Linked DNA regions of Canis lupus: region 1 is linked to region 2. A link is a contact called in public Hi-C data. All regions are on one chromosome and are shown on one strand. Each heading gives the region's core, a stretch centred on a gene start, on an enhancer-like site or on the middle of the called end of the contact. The rest is flanking DNA. Distances are from core to core; before and after follow the strand shown. Region 1 holds the start of KYAT3 (kynurenine--oxoglutarate transaminase 3). Region 2 holds the start of GBP6 (guanylate-binding protein 6).

Region 1 (2,779 bases), core at 208-2,707, 260 kb after region 2:
GTATTATTTCAACCAAAGATGATCTTTGCTCCTCCCTCTATGCCTGAATAACAATGCTCCTGCCACTCTCACTTCATCTATCCTCTAGCCTTCTCAAAATAGGACAGGAAGAAAATCTAATTGGGAAAGCTGATTCTTCACACAAACTGCTTTGGTTAGCACCGCCTCCCCCAAAGGACAGGTGGTGTCCTTTTCTCTTTGGCGATTTTTTTCTCCACCTTTAATATGTCATGTGTTTTCTGTTGTGCCCAAGATTGCAAATCTGAGAAACCACCAAGGAGCTGACACCGATGCAAGTACATGAGGGTTTACTTACAAGCTTGAGCTTGGGTCCAAGTATACTCCATACAGCAGAGCAGGGGCTTGGACCCCAAGACTAAGAAGCACAGCAGTGTTATAGGGCCCAGTGGCCAATGAGATTGTAACCTACGCAGAAAGTTGCACAGTCATGTTGGTCCACATGCAGGTGGCCAATTGAATGACGATTCACCCTATAGTGACCCTTTGAACTAGCCTATTATTCTGGTTAGAATTGGCTCGCAGGTTTGGTGGGCAAAAGAGGGGTTTTCATTCCTTGTCTGGTTAAAGGTTAGAGGATTCCTGTGTGTGCTAGTTTCTGATAAGGGTGTGCTTAACAGCTAAACTAGGGGGACGGAGTGCCTTAAACAATAGGCAGGTCGTGTGGGTTTTTTTTTTTTTTTTTTTTTTTATGATAGTCACAGAGATAGAGAGAGAGAGGCAGAGACATAGGCAGAGGGAGAAGCAGGCTCCATGCACTGGGAGCCCGATGTGGGATTCGATCCCGTGGGGGGTTTTACATGAGATGGCGGGTGTAGCACAGAATGGAGTTAGTCCTGCTCTGCTTGTCCAGGGGTAGGGGATTTTTGTTAGATTTCCTGGGTCCCACATTTTCCTCCTTCAGTGTCACACCCCTAACCTTTCTTCTCAGTTCTCTAATCAAACTGATTTTTTTTCTCTTCAGAAATGTAAATTCCTGCTTTTTCCCTCCCCCATCACAGGCCATGTAGACGGTACAACCCCCTGTCCACGTTCTCTTTAGGCTCGCCCTGTCTCAGGCACCCTCCAACATCATTCTATCTACAACCCTTCCCTGCCCTAAGCGCAGTGCCCCACTTTGCTTTGTCCTATAACCTCCCCCAACCCAAACCGGGACCCACATCTGCTCAGTGCCCCGGGGCTAGTCTTCACGCCCCACCCCCTTGCCCAGACCTGCCGCTACCCCACCTACGGCGCGCGGCCCGGGAGCGCCCCCTGCAGGGCGCTGAGCGTGACCCCGTCCCCCGCGGCAGCGCCTTGCCCCGCCTCCCGCCCACCGCCCACCGCCCACCGCGCACCCGGGCCACCCGCCCCGCCCCCGCGGCCGGCGCCTCAGCCAATCCGCGCTCCGCGTCCGCCCAGGCTCCGCCCCCGCGGCCGAGCCCCGCCCCCGGCCCCGCCCCCGGCCCCGCGGCGCAGAAGGGCGGGCAGCGGGGAGGCGAGGCGGGTGCGCAGGAGGTGAGTGGGGCGCCGGGTGGGCGCTCGGGGCCGGGGCCCGCGGAGCCTGGCGGATCAGGCCGGGCAGGCGGGAGGCGGCCGGAGGGGCGCGCCTGGCGGGATCCCCTTGAGGAGCCGGACTCGCGCTCGGGAGCCGGCGGCATGACCCGGGTCGGGCCTCGGAGGGCCGCGGGGGCGCTGCAGGGCGTCGGCGCTGGAGTTCACCGTCCTCAGGACAGGAGGTGGGCCTCCCAGGGCGCGGGCCTGCACCCGGTCATCAAAAAAAAAAAAAAGAGAGAGAGCTTTGCGCCCCCATTTTACAAGCCTGGCATTTTGGAAACCCCGACTCCGCTTCATCCCTAACCGGGATTCCTAATAAAGGAAACGGAGGCTGTTGGGCCGCGTAAGTGAACGTGGAGACCTGAGGGGTGCGCGTGCAGCGAGCAGAGCCGCCCCCGCCGCCGCCCTCCGCCCGCCGCCCGCCGCGAGGGCGACCCCGAGGCCTGCCCCCCCCGCCCCCCGCGACGACGTGGGCGGCTCGCTCGCTTCCACAGCCGGCGCCCGCGGTGCAGGTGTCACCTGGAGCTGTGCAGGAAGCTCGTCCCTTCCCCGCAAGCCGCAGCCGCGTCTCCCCCTGGGCTCGCAGCTGTCCACGAGCCCGCGTTCACCGAGCGGCCTTCCAGCAGGTCGCGGGCCTGGCTCCGTCAGCCTGGCTCCGGCCAAAGACGGCTGATTCTTTCCACTCTTGCCCCAATGACATGACTTTGAGGCTTATCGTTCCCGCTGTGTTTCCCCCAGCCAGCGCCTGTTCACCTTCTAGATGCCATCTGTTGCACCGGTGAACCTTATAAACACTCTAGAAGCGGACGGGCAGGGAGAGCCTAAAGGAGAAGTGATCTTTGCTCAGACTGTTAACAGCGTGGGCTGTGCGTTAATTAGCGTCAGCCTTTTTTTTTTTTTTTTTTTTTTTTTTTTTTTGCAGTCACTCACCTTAACCTTCCTTGAGCTCCCGACCCACTCGAGTCTGCTTAAGTGAACAGTATGCTCTGGAGTGAAAATAGCCACAGGAATGGTGCCAGGTCACTAGTTTCACAATTTGGAGGTGAGGGTCCCTTGGACCTCCCCACAGCCTGGTTCGAGACCGGCCTCCTTGTGGAGGACCCACTCCGGGCCTACTGCGGGGAGAGTGGCCACCTCGCCGTGACCCCATCAGTGAAAGGGGCGTGCAGTAACCTTCTAAGTGCCTACGTGTGTGTGACTTATTGGGTGGCCAATTCTGGTAAAG
Region 2 (2,875 bases), core at 155-2,654:
CTGAGCCAAAGGCAGACTCCTAACTGACTCAGCCACCCAGGTGCTTCCAAAAGTGGTTTTAAGAGGGAAATTTATAGCAATGCAGGCCTACCTAAAAATCAAAAAACAAACAAACAAAACACTTAAATGAACAACCTAACTTTACACCTAAAGGAACTAAAAAATGAACAACAAAAACCAGTAGAAGAAAGGAAATAATATATAATAAATAATAAAGATTAGAGCAGAAATAAATGAAATAGAAACTAAAAAAAAACAATAGAACAGATCAATGAAACTAGGAGCTGGTTCTTTGAAAAGATCAATAAAAATGATAAACCTTTAGCTGAACTCACAAAAAACAAGAGAGGACTCACATAAAATCAGAAATGAAATAGCAGAAATAATAAATGACACTTTCTTGAAAAGTTAAAAACAGAATTACTATATGATCCAGTAGTCGCACTATTGGCTGTTTAACCAAAGAATACCAGAATACTGATTCAAAAGGATACACGCACCTCTATGTTTATTGCCGTGTTATTTACAATAGTCAAATTATGGAAGCAACCCAAGTGTCCATCAACAGATGAACGGATAAAGAAGAGGTGGTATATACATAGAATGGAATCTTATTCAGCCATAAAAAGAGTGAAATCTTGCCATTTGCAACAACACGTATGCATCTAGAGAGTATAATGCTAAGTAAAATAAGCCAGAGAATGACAAATAACATATGATTTCATTCGTAAGTGGAATTTAAGAAATAAAACAAATGAGCAAAGGGAAAAAAAAGAGACAAACCAAAAATCAGACTCTTAACTATAGAGAACCAACTAATAGCAGAGGGGAGGGGAGTAGGGATTGGGTGAAATAGGTGAAGAAGATTAAGAGTACCCTTGTCTTGATGAGCACTGAGTAATATATGGAATTGTTCAATCACTATATTGTACACTAATATCATACTGTATGTTTACTCCACTGGAATTAAAATGATAAAAATAGCAAAAATAAACATATCAGTCAAGAAAAACAAGGAAATTCTAAAAGGTTTGTTCAATTTGCATTGACACTACATAATAGGGAACATATTTAAAATGTTAAAAGCTCTCCACTGACAAAAGAACCCAGGAAGTCCCTCTAAGAGAAACATAATTGAAATAATCTTGCTTTCTACAATCTTGCTTACATTTGTGCCATGCATTTTCTATGTCTCTTGTGTTCTAAGGAAACTTAAGCCAGCTGAGAGAGACATATAAAGAAGTGAAGCCAGCAGAGCCTTCCAAGATGGGGAAGACAAAAGAAAGCTGATGAAATGTATTTTCTAAGATCTGACTGTTGAGCAACTGTGGGGTTTCTCAATGCCCTCTTACTGTGTACTGAATATCCAGATTCATGCTCTAGTCTGGTGATTCAGGGTGCAGGAGTTACTTTTACTTTCAATTTCAGTTTTAACACATTAGAAGGTAGAAATTTATAACTTGCTCAGTTTTTTCCAGCTTTTATAAAGGAAGGAATAGAAGGTGGAAGGAACAAGTGAGCAACCAGTGAGCTGCGGAGAGCTAACTGTTCTTGGACCCCTGGTGCTGCAGAGAAGGCAAGTACATCTTCTTTTATTGGCAACACTGTCTTGAGCTCAAGATTTGATTTCTGATTTCAAGTGACAGTGAGGAATGGGCAGGAAGGGCAGGTTGCCTTTTGTCTGGCCCACCAGAGTCTGTGGCTGGCTTTAGTTTTGGGGAAGCTCAGCTTCTCCATTTGAAATGGGAGCTGCTGCAAAGTGATAGCCAAGCACACCAGGTCTCCCTGGGTGTGCTGTTTCTGGAACAATGTCAGCTCAGGGCAGCAGCAACTGGAGTGCAAAGAATTTCATGGGAGCCTCCCTGATTGACTCTTAGCAGGCTCTGTGACAGGCACTTAGAATTCACAGATGAGACTGTGCCCCTCAAGGAGCTGATAGGCAATGATAATCTAAAGAGATAGTTTCTTTCTAGTATTTCTACTAGTCATACTTAAGAAAGCTTCAGATTGAGAGTTACAGAACTCTCCATGCAGGAATAAATTTAGTTCCCACACCGCTGATCTTTATTAGTTAAAAATATCTATTTTTGTCAAGTCCGTCTGTTTCTTTTTCCCTGCCCCTCTCTGGTGTTTGTTGGTTTATTTTTCATAGAAACATCAGAGTCACCTGTACCATTTGTTAAACGTATAGAATCTGGGTTTAACAATTTCACCGGGTGATTCTTAATGTAGTTTAAATTTTGAAAACCAGTCCTGAATAGGATTGAATGGCTGCACTTTGTAAATTTGAAGTTAAAAGCTCTGTGGCTCATTCACAGCTAAGAAACCACCAGCTGTTTTCATAAAGTTGTTCAGTTGTTCCTGTTACGTCTCCTTCAGCTTCCTTTAATCTTACCTACAAAGAAGGGATTTACAGTTCCAGTCACTATAAGGTAGCTGTTTGAGGCTTCTTTTGCTTTGTTTTGTTGTTTGTTTTTATTGAAGTTCAATTTGCCAACATATAGTATAACACCCAGTGCTCAGAGGCTTCTGTTTTACCCTGGTGCTCTTTGCTCCCCACATTGAAGAATCAGACAAAAGGTGGTGGGACAGGAGCAGTGTATTTGAACTTGCTTACCATTCTGACCTGACAAAAAATTTACTTGTAGACCTTGTTTTTTAGCAATCTACAGTTTGCAGTGTTGAAATGCATAGCCCAGGGGCACCTGGGTGGCTCGGTGGTTGAGCATCTGCCTTTGGCTCAGGTTGTGATCCCAGGGTCCTGGGATTGAGTCCCACATCCAGCTCCCTGCAGGGAGCCTGCTTCTCCTTCTGCCTCTGTCTCTGCCTCTTTCTGTGTGTCTCTCATGAATAAATAAATAAAATCTTAAAGATG

The links. A called contact is a pair of places that touch in the nucleus more often than the background predicts.
Region 1: a Hi-C map of skin fibroblasts shows a contact between it and region 2, with 2.0 times the contacts expected there. The contact joins the promoter of KYAT3 here to the promoter of GBP6 in region 2. A contact is called at or near these places in 4 of 9 Hi-C or Micro-C datasets (amygdala, blood and skin fibroblasts).

Annotation. Positions count from the first base shown.
Region 1 is chr6:59,926,202-59,928,980 of UU_Cfam_GSD_1.0, forward strand. It overlaps KYAT3 (kynurenine--oxoglutarate transaminase 3), which reads left to right and starts at 1,458. Exons shown (of 14, transcript XM_038541452.1): 1 at 1,458-1,515.
Region 2 is chr6:59,667,755-59,670,629 of UU_Cfam_GSD_1.0, forward strand. It overlaps GBP6 (guanylate-binding protein 6), which reads left to right and starts at 1,405. Exons shown (of 11, transcript XM_038541447.1): 1 at 1,405-1,576.